Regions from separate parts of the Mus musculus genome. Here region 1 is linked to region 2. The links are chromatin contacts, called in public promoter capture Hi-C maps. All regions are on one chromosome and are shown on one strand. The core of a region is the stretch at or near the end of the contact, and the rest is flanking DNA. Distances in the headings are between cores, read along the strand shown.

What was found. Promoter capture Hi-C pulls out the DNA fragments that hold promoters and counts their contacts.
Region 1: a contact with region 2 is called in a promoter capture Hi-C map of hippocampal neurons, with 4 times the contacts expected there. The contact joins the promoter of Ccnh here to the enhancer-like site in region 2. A contact is called at or near these places in 6 of 39 promoter capture datasets (the C10 cell line, embryonic stem cells, hippocampal neurons and 1 more), 1 of 484 Hi-C or Micro-C datasets (embryonic stem cells) and 3 of 115 datasets of contacts at active chromatin or transcription factors (astrocytes, embryonic stem cells and stem cell-derived neural progenitor cells).

The regions. Positions count from the first base shown.
Region 1 is chr13:85,185,791-85,192,931 of GRCm38.p6, forward strand. Ccnh (cyclin H) reads left to right here and starts at 3,595. Exons shown (of 9, transcript NM_023243.6): 1 at 3,595-3,862; 2 at 4,964-5,086. The coding sequence starts at 3,746.
Region 2 is chr13:84,949,236-84,955,564 of GRCm38.p6, forward strand. No RefSeq gene overlaps it. Among named protein-coding and RNA genes, the nearest start is that of Gm34196, 46 kb to the left of the region's middle. Within about 2 kb of position 4,151, at least 8 of the 459 cell types and tissues checked have an H3K27ac peak or open chromatin away from gene starts, as enhancers often do. A contact at or near this core is called in hippocampal neurons, where this site is marked.

The DNA.
Region 1 (7,141 bases), core at 2,345-4,844, 240 kb after region 2:
ACCTGAAGTTTTGTCCTCCTGGTTCAGCCTTCTGAGTAGTAGGCCTCATAGACTGTGCTACTTAGGCCCCTTTAGATCAAAGATAATTTCTTTACCTCTTTTCTTTCTTTTCCATTTATTTTGATGTATTTTGGAGAAAGTATTAGCTATAGACATCTCCTTGTTTTTTCTTAGTGGTAACTTAAAATATTGGGGGTAACAATGGAGGAGCTAGAGAAAGTACCCAAGGAGCTGAAGGGGTCTGTACCCCAATAGGTGGAACAACAATATGAACTAACCAGTACCCCCCCCAGAGCTCATGTCTCTAGCTGCATATGTAGCAGAAGATGGCCTAGTCTGCCAGCATTGGGAAGAAAGGCCCCTTGGTCTTGCAAACTTTATATGCCCCAGTACAGGGTAATGCCAGGGCCAAGAAGCAGGAGTGTGTGGGTAGGGGAGCAGGGTGGGGGAGGGTATAGGGGACTTTTGGGATAGCACTTGAAATGTAAATGAAGGAAATATCCAATAAAAAAATTGAAAAATATTGGGGGTAAAAGTAGAAAAGGATTTTAGAATCAATGTTAATTGTATGGTAGAAAAATAAAATTGTAATGGATTTATTGGTTTCACAATATAATTTGTAGGTCTATATTAAAAAATGTTAGAAACCAAATCAGTAGCTAAAGGAATATAGAATCACATCAAACTTTAAAGTACATATTATTTCTGTGAGCTTAAATGTAATTCACTTTCTTTTAAAAACTAAGATTTAGATAGGAGTGTCATGACTGACCTAAACTCATTATATCATGGCCTTTAACTCTTGATCCTCCTGCTTTCTTCCAATGTCCTTACATAGCAGAAGGTGTAGCCCAGATTAAAGGTGTGTACTACCAAGCCTGGATCTGGGACTTGCTTTGTTCCAGGCTGACCTTGAACACAGATTCCTTAGACATTCACCACCATTCCTGGCTTTGTTTATTTATTTTTCTTTAACTTCCTTTATTGTGTGTCACCAAAATCAGAAACTTTGTGTTGATGAAATAAAGGTGGTAAGTTAAGAAAATGTAATCAAGATTCAACTTAAAATACTCTAAATTGGAGATAAGAGGTTGGCCCAGTGGATTAAGCATTTGTCTTTCAACTGTGAGGACCAGAGTTAGGATACACAAAACTCAAGTGAAAACTAGTATGCTTGTTAGCCACCTGTAACCTTGCCCAACACTCTTAATGCAGAGATGGGGAGTATGTAGTCAGCCTAGCAGGAAATGCGGAACTTTGGTTTCATTGAAAGGTGATGCTTCAATTAATACAATGGAGAAAGATTGAAGAAGATACCTAACATCAACTTTGGACTTTTACATGCATGTGACACATGTATACATGCATACATACATGCACACATATACCATACACACACCGACATGCAAAAATTACTCCAAGTTATATAAGTAAAATTGATCCCTTATTCTTCTGGTCCCCTTTTCTTCCTTTCCTGTTGAGAAAACACAATCTTGAATTCTTTTAATTTTCTCCTTGTCCTAGGGTTTCTAGGATAAAACTTTAAGAAATGGGAAAATTTCCCCAAAGCAAGAAAAGAATTCCCAGCACTATGTGTGCTCTTGCAGATATCTTTTTTTCATTATTTGCATTTCAAATGTTTTCCCCTTTCCAGGTCTCCCCATTCGGAACCCACCTATCACATCCCCCCCTTCTCCTGTCTCTATAAAGGTGCTCTTCTACCCACCCACCCACCCACCCACTCCTGTCTTCTCATCCTCACATTCCCCTACATTGTGACAACCCAGATGTCCCTCAACAGAGGAATGAATATGGAAAATGTGGTACATTTACACAATGGAGTACTACTCAGATACTAAAAACGATGAGTTCATGAAATTCTTAGGCAAATGGATAGAACTTGAAAATATCATCCTGAGTGAGGTAACTCAGTCACAAAAGAACATACAAGGTATGTACTCACTGATAAGTGTATATTAGCCCAAAAGTTTAGAATAACCAAGATTCATTTCACAGACCATAGGAAGCCTAAGAAGAAGGAAGACCAAAATGTGGATGCTTCAGTGCTTCTTAGAAGGGTGAACAAATTACTCACAGAAGGAAATATGTAGACAAAGTGTGGAGAAAGACTGAAGGGAATGCCATCGAGATAGAGACTGACTGACTTGGGGATACATCACATATACAGCCAGCAAACCCAGCCCCTATTGTGAGTGCTGGGAAGTGCTTGCTGATGAAAGCCTGATATGGCTGTCTCCTGAGATGCTCTTCCAGAGGCAGATGCTTGCAGCCAACCACTGGACTTAGCTCAGGGGTCCCCTGTGGAGGAGTTGGAGAAAGGACTGAAGGAGCTGATGGGGGGTTGCAGCCCCATGGAGGGAGCAAGTGTCAACAGGCCAGACCTCCTGGAGCTCCTGGGGACTGGACCACCAACTAAAGAGTACACATTGATTGACCCACGGTGCTGGCCTCATATGTGGCAGAGGACGGTCTTGCAGGTAACTTTAGTGAAGTACATAAAACCTTTCTTTGAAGACCAAGAGGCAATAAATGCTCTGTAAAGCCAGATCTTTGATTACAACTCTTGGATTACAAGTTATATTGGTGCTCAAAAAACTTAGTCTGTCTACAAATAGTACATAGCACAGTTTAAGAACTGCTGTACAAAGACATTTGTGTTTATTTTTTTAAAAAGCACTGAAAAATTTCCAGTTAATAATTTATGTCTTGGTGGTGTCCAATGAAACAGTAGTATCTTTGTCATTGAGCTGTTAATTTACTTGTTCCTTTTCTAGGAAGACTAGAATGCATTTTGTTTGAATAATCTCCAATTAGATGCAGCAAAATGTGGCCTAAAGATTATGTAAAGAGGGCATTGATGCATGGCTGTGTTTCCAGAATTTGAGAGGCTTAGGCAGGAGGATCATAAATTTGAAACCACCATGAACTAAATATGGATTTCTAGTATATAATGAGACAATAAGGAGCTGAGAAAGGCAGGAAAAATGAGAGGAAACTCTACTGCACAAATTATGGCAGTGGGGGGATTGCTTTGTGCTCTCCCTGTTGGTATCAGGACCTCTGAAACTCGTGACATCATGTAGGCGAGACCCACAGACCTGTTGCCAAGACAATAGCCACCATATTCCCAGAATCCATTGTGCTCACCTCCCACTTTTACCTATAACCACGTCACCATCCATATATATACATACATACATATATATGTGTGTGTGTGTGTGTATGTGTGGTTAAGAGCACTGACTGTGTCATCCATATGAACTGGGTTCAATTCCCAGCACCCACAGGGCAGTTCATAACTGTCTGAAACTCCCATTCCAAGGGATCTGAAGCTGTCACACAGATATACATTCAGGCAAAACACCAATGGGCATAAAATAAAAATAAAAAATAAAGAAATGAAGGCTTATGGTTCTTTGTGCCCAGGCGTCCTCTGGAACCTGGATCCCTGCGGCCACGCCCACTTTCTGACCCTCCTGGGTCACGCCCTTCAGACTCCTCCCCAAAGCCTGGGAGCCCCGAGGCTCCGCCCTCCCTCGTTGCGGAACACCTCCCACCGGCTCCGGAAACTCCAGAGCAGACGCTGGCACGTGACCGGGACGTCACGCACGCGTCCGCGGTCTGGGCGGGGGCGGGGGTTCGCGCGTTGGCCGTCGCTCGTGGTCGCTGTCTCTCGGAGTGTCGCTGTTTTTGTCGCGGCCCTGCGGCCCGTGAGGGCTACAGCATGTATCACAGCAGCAGCCAGAAACGGCACTGGACCTTCGCTAGCGAGGAGCAGCTGGCGCGCCTGCGGGCGGACGCCAACCGCAAATTCAAGTGCAAAGCTGTGGCTAACGGGAAGGTGAGGTCCCCGCGAGCCAGCCCCTGTGCCCACCCTAAACCTGGGACCTCTCCTGAAGTCCCGCTTTGCCTGCAGGCTGGAAGCCTGTAGAGCGCTCGCCTGGCTGTGTCAGTGCAGACAGGGACTGACGCGACAGCCAAGTCCGGGGCTGGCGGTGGCAGAGGTCTGAGTGACATCCTGGGGACTGGCAAGAGCCTTGGAAGAGTGCGGACTTAGTGCGGGACTCGAACTGGTCACTTGTCCTGCAGGATGTCACGACAAATCATTCTCTGTAGATGGCAGGAGGGAGGGCACACACATAGGCTGGTGTCTAGTGGAAAGTCAGACTGGCAGGCAAGTGCCTGGAGTGCTGGTGGTCACTCATGGATGAAGCTGTACCTCTGCAGCAGTGGTTGAAGAACGTGCACAAGCAACTTTGTAAGCGGAAGTGTAAGGCGGTTGAAATTCTTGCCAAAACTGAAAGGAACTTTTCAAAGACTTGAAATGGGGGGATGATGGCTTGTTGGATCTGCTTTCCAGAAACAACCTTCACACAGAAGGTTGTACAAGGAAAGAAAATAGTTGACACAAGTAATGCGTGTTCTATGGGCCTCTATCCAGGTCTTCCTACAACTCTCCCATTCATTTCTGTGTACGGCCCTGGATAACTTTATAGTAGCTTCTACAAATTTCAGGCAAATAAAATTTGTACCAACAAAACAGGTAGACAATGAACTGAGTTATTTTAATTTTGGTGACATATGGATTTACTGCAAAAGCTACTTTGGGAGAGTTCCAACCCATGAAAATATGTATTTTTTTTTTAATTTACAAATAATGGTATCAAACCTGGGAGTGAATTGACACATACTCTGTCATGACTGTTTAAAAATGTCCAGCTGACAGTTTGAGAACTTGTAAAATGAAAGCCTAGATTCAGTTTATTGATTTTTGCTTATTCTTCTCCTAGATATTTTGCTTGATGCTTAGTAAACTTAACAAAGAGAGAAAGCTTCAGGTCTATTTTTTGTTGGTGGTATAAGTCCAATTTAAGCAGGACAGATAAGACGGTCTTACAATGAATTCACTGACCTTACATTGAAATGTCTGCTCTGTCTAAAGGTTCTTCCAAATGATCCAGTGTTTCTGGAGCCTCATGAAGAATTGACACTTTGCAAGTACTATGAAAAAAGATTATTGGAATTCTGTTCAGTGTTTAAACCAGCTATGCCACGGTCTGTTGTGGTAAGTGATGGGAGAGAAGAATATGCTTGTTAGCTGGCTTGAGAGAATTGAACTAGACTTTTCCCTTCTTTTTCCTCCATAATTTTTTTTTCACATTATATCCCAATAGCACACCACCTCTTCTCATTCCTGCCGTTTGCAAATTCTTCTGACCAATACTCCCTTCCCTTCTCAGAGAAGGGGAAGCCCCTCCTCCTTTGGGTACCACCCTGCCTTGTGACATCTAGCCCCAGAAGGACTAAGCATCTCTACCACTGAGGCCCAACAAGTCATTCTGGTTGGGAAAGGGGATCCAATGGCAAGCAACAGAGTCAGAGACAGCCCCTGTTCCAGATGTTAGGGGACCCATATGAAGACCAAGCTGCACATGTGGTACAAATGTGGAGGGTTGGGGAGCTAGATCCAGCCCTCTTTGGTGGTTCAGTCTCTGTGAGCCCCATGGGCCCAGATTAGTTGGCTCCGTAGACCCTCCTATGGAGTCCTTTACAACTCTGGCCTGCTCAATTCCACCACTCTTCCATAAAACTCCCCAAGCTCTTCTTGATGTCTGGCTCTGGGTCTCTGCAGCTGTTTCCATCTGTTGCTAGATGAGGCCTCTCAGGAGACAGTTATGCTAGGTTCCTATCTGCAAGAACAGCAGAGTATCAGTAATAGTGTCGGGTTGGCTCTTTCCCATGGAATGGGTCTCAAATTGAGCCAGTCATTGGTTGGCCTTTCACTTGAGGTTGCTTCCAGTTTCTGGCTATTATGAATAAAGCTGCTGTGAACACAGTTGAGCAAGTGTCCCTGTGGTATAGTGGTGCATCCTTTGGGTATATGCCGGGAAGTGGTATTGCTGGGTCTTAAGGTAGAACTAATCCTGATTTTCTGAAAATCTGCCAAACTGATATCCAAAGTGTTTGTACAAGTTTGCACTCTCACCAGCAAAGGAGGAGTGTTCCCTTTGCTCCACATCATCACCAGTATGTGGCTGGTGACTGTCACTTCAGTTTTGTTTGTTTGTTTGTTTGGTTTTGTTTTTTGGCGAGACAGGGTTTCTCTGTATAGCTGTGGCCGTCTTAGAACTCACTTTGTAGACCAGGCTGACCTCGAACTCAGAAATCGGCCTGCCTCTGCCTCCCAAGTGTTGGGATTAAAGGTGTGCACCACCACTGCCCGGCTCAGTTTTTGATCTTAGTCATTCTAATGGGTGTAAGAAGGAATCTCAGAATCTTTTTGATTTGCATTTCCCTGATGACTAAAGATGTTGAACATTTCTTTCAGTGCTTCTCCGCTATTTGAGATTTCTTTGTTGGGAATTCTCTGTTTAGCTCTATACCCCATTTTTAATTGGTTTAGTTGATTTTTTTCATGTCTAATTTTTGAGTTCTTTATATGTTTTGGATATTAGTCCTCTGTCGGACAATCCTGTACAATAAAAGAATTTCTGGAGGTATGACCCTCCCTGATTTCAAGCTATACTACAGAGCAATAGTAATAAAAACTGCATGGTATTAGAATAAAAACAGACAGGTTGATCAATGGAATAGAATCAAAGACCCAGAAATAAACCCACATACCTATGAACACTTGATATTTGACAAAAAAGCCAAAACCATGCAATGGGGGAAAAAAGCATCTTCCAACAAATGGTGCTGGTCTAAGTGGCTGTCTGCAAATAGACTCATATATATTACCCTGCACTAAACTCATGTGCAGATGGGGTAAAGAAAGTAGGGAACTGCTTGCACTCATTGGCACAGGAGACAAATTCCTGAGTTCCTTAGCTTAGGCATTATGATCAAAGGTTAATAAATGGGACTTCATGAAATAGGAAAGCTTTTGCATGGCTAAGGACACCATCAGTAGGAAAAAATGGAAGCCTACAGAAAGGAAAAAGATCTTTTATTCTTTACAAGTAGCAAAATGGTATTTACGTTAGAGTTATCTTTGAGGTTAAAGTAGTTCCTAACTGCAGACTAAATAGGACCCAAACTATTTGGCAGACTATAATAGAAAAAAAAAAATCTAGTAGTTTATTTCTTCTCACAGTGTGGCTCAATACAGGCCATCTCA
Region 2 (6,329 bases), core at 2,901-5,400:
GTAACTCAACAGGTACTGTGAGTCCTGAGGGATCATACCAACTGCCAGGTTCTGCGCTTTGATGGTGGTTCTCCACCAGAAGACATCTCCATGTGAGTCAGAGAGGCCTGGTGGGCATCCTCTAACTCTTACCTGGTCCATACTCCTTCTCTGCTTCCTGAATCACTGTTCAACAAAGGAAACCCTGAGCTTTCTCTTCTCCCTTATCCGGCTGCAGTAGCAGGAAGGAGGCTCTTGATCCTCTCCCTCATTTTCTGGAATTGTGAATACAAAGGTAGAGAGGGAAGAATCATGGCAAGAAAGAAAGATGCGATTACAAACAAATAAACAAACAAAAAACCCAACAACAACAAAACAAAAAACAAGAACAAAATACAAGCTTTGAAGCATTCAGATCATAATTTATTTTCTGTATCCCAAACTATGATGTTACACATGCAAATCATGATATTTAAAAAAAAAAAGCATTTTCCCCTTGGTAACAAAAAAAATAATCAGAGCTAAGTCAGATATTTGACTATTGCAACTAGGAAATGAAAGCTTTTGTCTGGAAGATTCTTAACTACTTAAAACTTTGTTTCATCCCTTAATGGCCTGTTTTACAAGGCAGGTCACATCCCCAATTTAATCATCATTACCCAAGGCTTATTCACTTAATAATCTCTTCTTCAACTTATTTATTTGTCATAGAGGTAGGTTATATCACAGTTCTGATGGCTTCATAATCAATGAAAGGAAACCCTGATATTTATCTTGTCCCCAGAACAAATTAGTATTTTAGATGTGTGGAATGTTATCATTTTTATTTATGTAAATTATTAGAAACTTTTTAAAGATTTGACATTTCCCTTTAGATTATGATTATAATCATCAAGGTAGTTTAAAATAGGAATCAAAATAGAAATATCACGAGGCCATTAACATTATCAGTTTAATAAATATTCCTTTTAGCACAAACTAGAATTAAATACCGGAATTTTTTTCTGTTTCACCTGGATACGTTCAGCCCTATGTGCAAAATGTTAGTCAATTTAAAAAGTAACTTTATTTTCTATTCGCAGCATAACATAAAACCATTTAGAGATGTGGAGCTCGTCTGCCTGACTAGGAAAAGCAAGACAATTTACACGAGGTCTTGTGCTGATGAAAACCATATATGCTCTTTGCACTGTGTGTCACATTGCATCTTTTTTTGTGTGTGACAGCACTGGACTCAGAAATTAAGCACAGCAGGAAGGAACCTCTTGCATAGATTCAAAATACATGTCCTGACATTAAAGCCAGCCTGCGTTAAGAAGGGGAGAGTTGGAGAGGCCCTCTACGGTCGTTAGAGGATACTAAACTGAAGTCAGTGATTCTCCCCTTTAAAGAATGCTCAGAGGGATCTTGCCAGCAGCAAGCCTGGTGTGTTGCAGACACATTCCTACTGGAATGCAGACAAGACTATTTCCAGTATTGCAAACCAAAATTTCCTGACATTAAAACAAAAGTCATTTCCACGATACTATGTAAAGTTGGTCTGCGTCCTTATAGCCAATCTCAGTGTGGTCATTCATTCACGGGGCTTCTGAACTCCACCTCCCCCATTTGTTGGCATTATTGGCCAGCGATCCACAAGAGCAGAAAGAACCACAGTCGTTATGGCAATTTTTCTAGAATTTTTGCTCATCTAATTGTTTATATTTAATTTCTTTTAAGCAATAGGTTCTAGGGTTCACTTTTCATTTTCATGTGTGTGCATGTTAGAAGGCACCTATGCACATCTTTGTCCCTGAAGGTCAGAGAGGAAGTAACATTGCTTGGAGCTGGAGTTACAGGTACTTATTGCAACCAGAAGGGGGTGCTGTGGACTGTATCATGCTTCTTTGTAAGATAGGTAAGTACTTGTAATGGCTGAACTAGGCAGGTCCCATTAATAATTTGTTTATCTCCATAATTTCGTACAGCTTTTATTATTGGATATTCAAGTCATTATATACAGTGTCATTAACTAGAAATTCCCTTTTTGTTGTTACAAGGTACTTTTATATTTTTTTTCCTTAAAAGTTGTATTGCAATATCCATCCATCACTACCTCCTGTGATCAACTAACTACCTGTAGTGCCTCCATTCCATCACCCTCCCGACTTCATGCTGTCTTGTCATTTTTCATTCTTTGGAATATGGCTACTGGCAGGTTACTCACGCCCCCACGGGTACCCACAGACCCATGGACCCATTCAGCAGCACTAGTCAGATTTAGTGGGTTATTGATAACAAGAACTTGCCAAAAAATTTTTTAACAAGTGGAATTTTGACTTATCAAAAGCTCCAATTTATTTCTATAAGAGGCTTATTTTGCTCCCTTGACACAGAGTCTTACTTGGTACCTAAGCTGTCCCAGAAAATGGTTTGTTTGCTCTAAATTTTAAAATGTATGGGGCTGGAGACATGGCTCTTCCAGAGGTCCTGAGTTCAACTCCCAGCAACCACATGGTGGTTCACAACCATCTGTAATAGGATCAGATGTCCTCTTCTGGTGTGTCTGAAGACAGCAACAGTGAAAATTATACATAAAATGTATTAGCACAAAATTGTTCAAAGTATTAGAACCTTGAGTCTAAACAATAAAGCCTATTTTTTTTCAAGGTCAAAATATTTTGAGTGGAAAGTACACTGGTTGTCTGTGTTCTTTTTTATTTTTTTTAATATTTTTTTTAATTAGGTACTTTCTTCATTCACATCTCCAGTGCTATCCCAAAAGTCCCCCACACCCTCGCCACCCACTCCCCCACCCACTCACTCCCACTTCCCGGCCCTGGCGTTCCCCTGCACTGAGGCATATAAAGTCTGCTTGGCCAATGGGCCTCTCTTTCCACTGATGGCCTACTAGGCCATCTTCTGATACATATGCAGCTAGAGACACGAGCTCCAGGGGGTACTGGTTAGTTCATATTGTCGTTCCACCCATAGGGTTGCAGATCCCCTCAGTTCCTTGGTTACTCTCTCTAGCTCCTCTGTAAACTTATCCAGTCCCAAATTCTATGTGTTGCAGTGAATTATAGTTAGCATAGCCCTCTAACGCCAAGGAGCTCTTGTAGGTTCTATGCTTTCACTATCAACTACATATGTATGTACTCACGCATCACAAAAAAAAAAAAAAAAAAAACAACAAAACAAACCAAAAAAAGGGGGGGGGGGACAACAGAGTTGAAACCAGAAAAATAGCCAATTAGCTTTAGGACATCTTTCACAACATGTGTCTTTCTGTCTGCATTCCCCCTCTCTCGTTATCTAATGCTCTTTTGGCCACCTTCTACATGTTCTAGTGTCTTAGGGTTTTTATTGGTGAGGTGAAACACCATGACAAAGAAACTTGGGGAAAAAGAGTTTATTTGCCTTCCACTTTTCTATCAATTTTTCTTCTAATAAGCAGCAAGTATCTTACATTTCAGACTCTTGTTTCACTTCTTATGTAATTTTGATTTTAAGGTCATTTAAAAATTATATTTTGGTTCTTTGAGGCAGGATCTCATGTAGCCAAGCTTGTGTCAAATTTACTATGTACCCAAGGATGCCTTTGATGTTCTGACTCTCCTATTTGTCTTCCACATGCTGGGAACCCAGTGTAAAACCCCACATCTAGACTATATGAGCTTTAAGAGCAAAGCTATTGTTTTCCATTCTGTTAAAGACACAGTGGAATATATAAGGGCAATAGTGATACAAGTGGACAAGAAGGAAATAAGCCAAGTTGACAGCTTGGTATCAATAAATGATAAGAATTAAAACTGAAAGTCACACACACACATATTTATACACACATATGTGTCTAAAATCCTTACTCTCATGTCATCATCTACAGTGTGTTTAGTTCTGATTATAACATCTTTTTGTCAAAATAAGATGCTATACTATGCTATACTATATTAAATATGTATATTAGTTGCTTGATCCAAATGACATAAATATTAAAATATCAACAATCAATTTGAAAGTTTGTAATTATACATACACAGGAGCATTTTCCCTAAATAAAACACTTGTGTGTGTACACACAGCAATAGCCTGTGAACCATTTACAAAGACTGACTTCCATCTGGCATCGATGCACATAGACTTGTCTCTTCTAGATATCCTTCCCACTGTTCGTCAACAGATGCCTCAGGCATTTGGTGGCACAGAGCAAAAGGGAGAGAAATATCCACCCATACTTCAATATTTGGCAGATTAAAGCACCTACCATCTAAAATATAGTTTTTTTAAAAGTCTAAATACAGCTGAAAATCTGTTACATAATTATGGGGGGGGAAAGGAAGAAAGATGTAACAACTACATTTTTGCATGGAAATATTTAGCTGTTCTGGGTGATATGCAGGCTGAACAGAGGGTCAGCTTTAAGGACCAGAGTTTCTCACTGTTGCTATTCACTTGTCACAGTAGTTATTAGACTCATACCTACTAGGTGTTCTTGCTGTTTTACTAGCCTTTGAAAATTTAAATTATCTAGAAGCAAAAGAGAAGTAAAAGGCTAGAAAAACTGAAAAATTAAACTTTTAAAAGACGTGTTTTTTGCCTGGTGATCATCAGTCAAGCACCTAATAATAAAATAAATATAGATTTTTCTTCTCCAGATAAACAGTCATTACTTTCATCTTACAGTGAACACACAGTAAGTGGGAGAACAGTGCACTCAGTGCACTTCATGATCATGTGTAAATGATTTACCCTGCCAATCCAAAGGAGTAATAAACCTGTGTAGCCCAGGGCTGGAGCTGTCTGTGTGCTTGACCAGGTGTGGTTCTGTACATACACAGCCACCTGTTTTCTGGATCACAATGTAAGTGCAGAAGAATACCTGGCTGTGGGTTTCTATCAAATATCAGGACAATTCAAAAGCTTGTTTAGTTTTAACAGTGTTGTCATTTGAATCAGTGCACAGCAAAATGACAATGCAGAACTTTAATAATCTGTAAGTTGAGTGATAACAAGTGATAGCTGTAAAAATAATAAATACAAAGAAAGAAAAGCGAAAAGCAAAAGTGCTGGATACTAAGAGTTTCACATGCTTGCTGAGGCATGTACATATATGTACACATAATACACACCACACATTAAAATAGATCTGGCCTATTAAGAAAAAAAAAAGTATGTCCTGAAATCGGTACTATTACACTTCTATAGTGGTATCCAAAAGTCAGTAATGGCACTTCAAAGAGCCTGTGAGAAACAGAAAACACAAGTTTGGAAAGTGACATGACGTTTGTGTGGCACACCTGTTTTAAGTTGCAGAAGTCAGCTGTGCATGGATGTGTCTGGCTACAACATGAATTCACATTGGTGGAAAACAGCTGCATATCACTTGGAAACATTTTTTTTCAAAACTGAAATTTCTTCAATGGAAAAATAGAGCCATCTTCATAAGTGAGAATTCTTTATTATCTATAGGCTATTTCCCATATAACTTAAGTTTTAAAATGCAGTTTTATGGTCTAGGAATTGTCTGTTCTTAAAATAAAAAACCCTAAAAAACTAAAAAAAAAAAATCTGCAATGAATAGATTCCTTTTAAGATACACTTTACAATTTGATAGTGGGAACTGTTCTTTATCACTAACAAAGCAGGGGAGGGAAGATAAAGTAAGGACAGAGGGGGAAAAATTAAGTTTTTTTTTAACTGAAAAAATAACTCCCCTTTGAAGTATTTGTTGCTGCTTCCATCAGTAATTAAGATCACTGAGTTTGCAAAGAGCCCCCAGAGGCTGTCCTTACAGCTCCCAGCCTTTCTTTCTTCACAGGTTTGTTCATATTGTGTTGCAATCCACTCTTCTTTCTATATAAGAAGATGAGCTCTCTCAGTTCGATTAGAATTAGAATTCTTTCCCTTGGGTTTTTGAGACTGAAGATCACAAATATGCCAAGGTTTCCAAGGAGATATATGAGGATATGGAAATGGATTACCTTAGGAAAACTAAAGGAACAAACTCAGATCTCAAAGTAGCAGTCCCTAGTGCTCAAGTGGTCTATGGTTACTATAGTCTGTCCTTTCTAGAAAAGATAGCTAAAATAGGAAGACCTTAAGATATGAAATGGTGCGATCAACATTTGTCCTCGTCTACCATCTATCACCGTGTTCATTATTGCATGCAGCATCGATGAAAGAAACTGAGAGGCAGACAGAAAGCATGAATGCTAAAATATAATCTATGAATTTCTACTGAAAAATGAATCTGGCTGCAGTATAAGGATGGTTCCTCCACAAAGACCCACAATGTGCTTTGTTTACCAGCTGCAAAAATAATTTGCATTCCAACTAAGGTGAATTTAGGCAGGGAAATTGTGGCTGAAAGT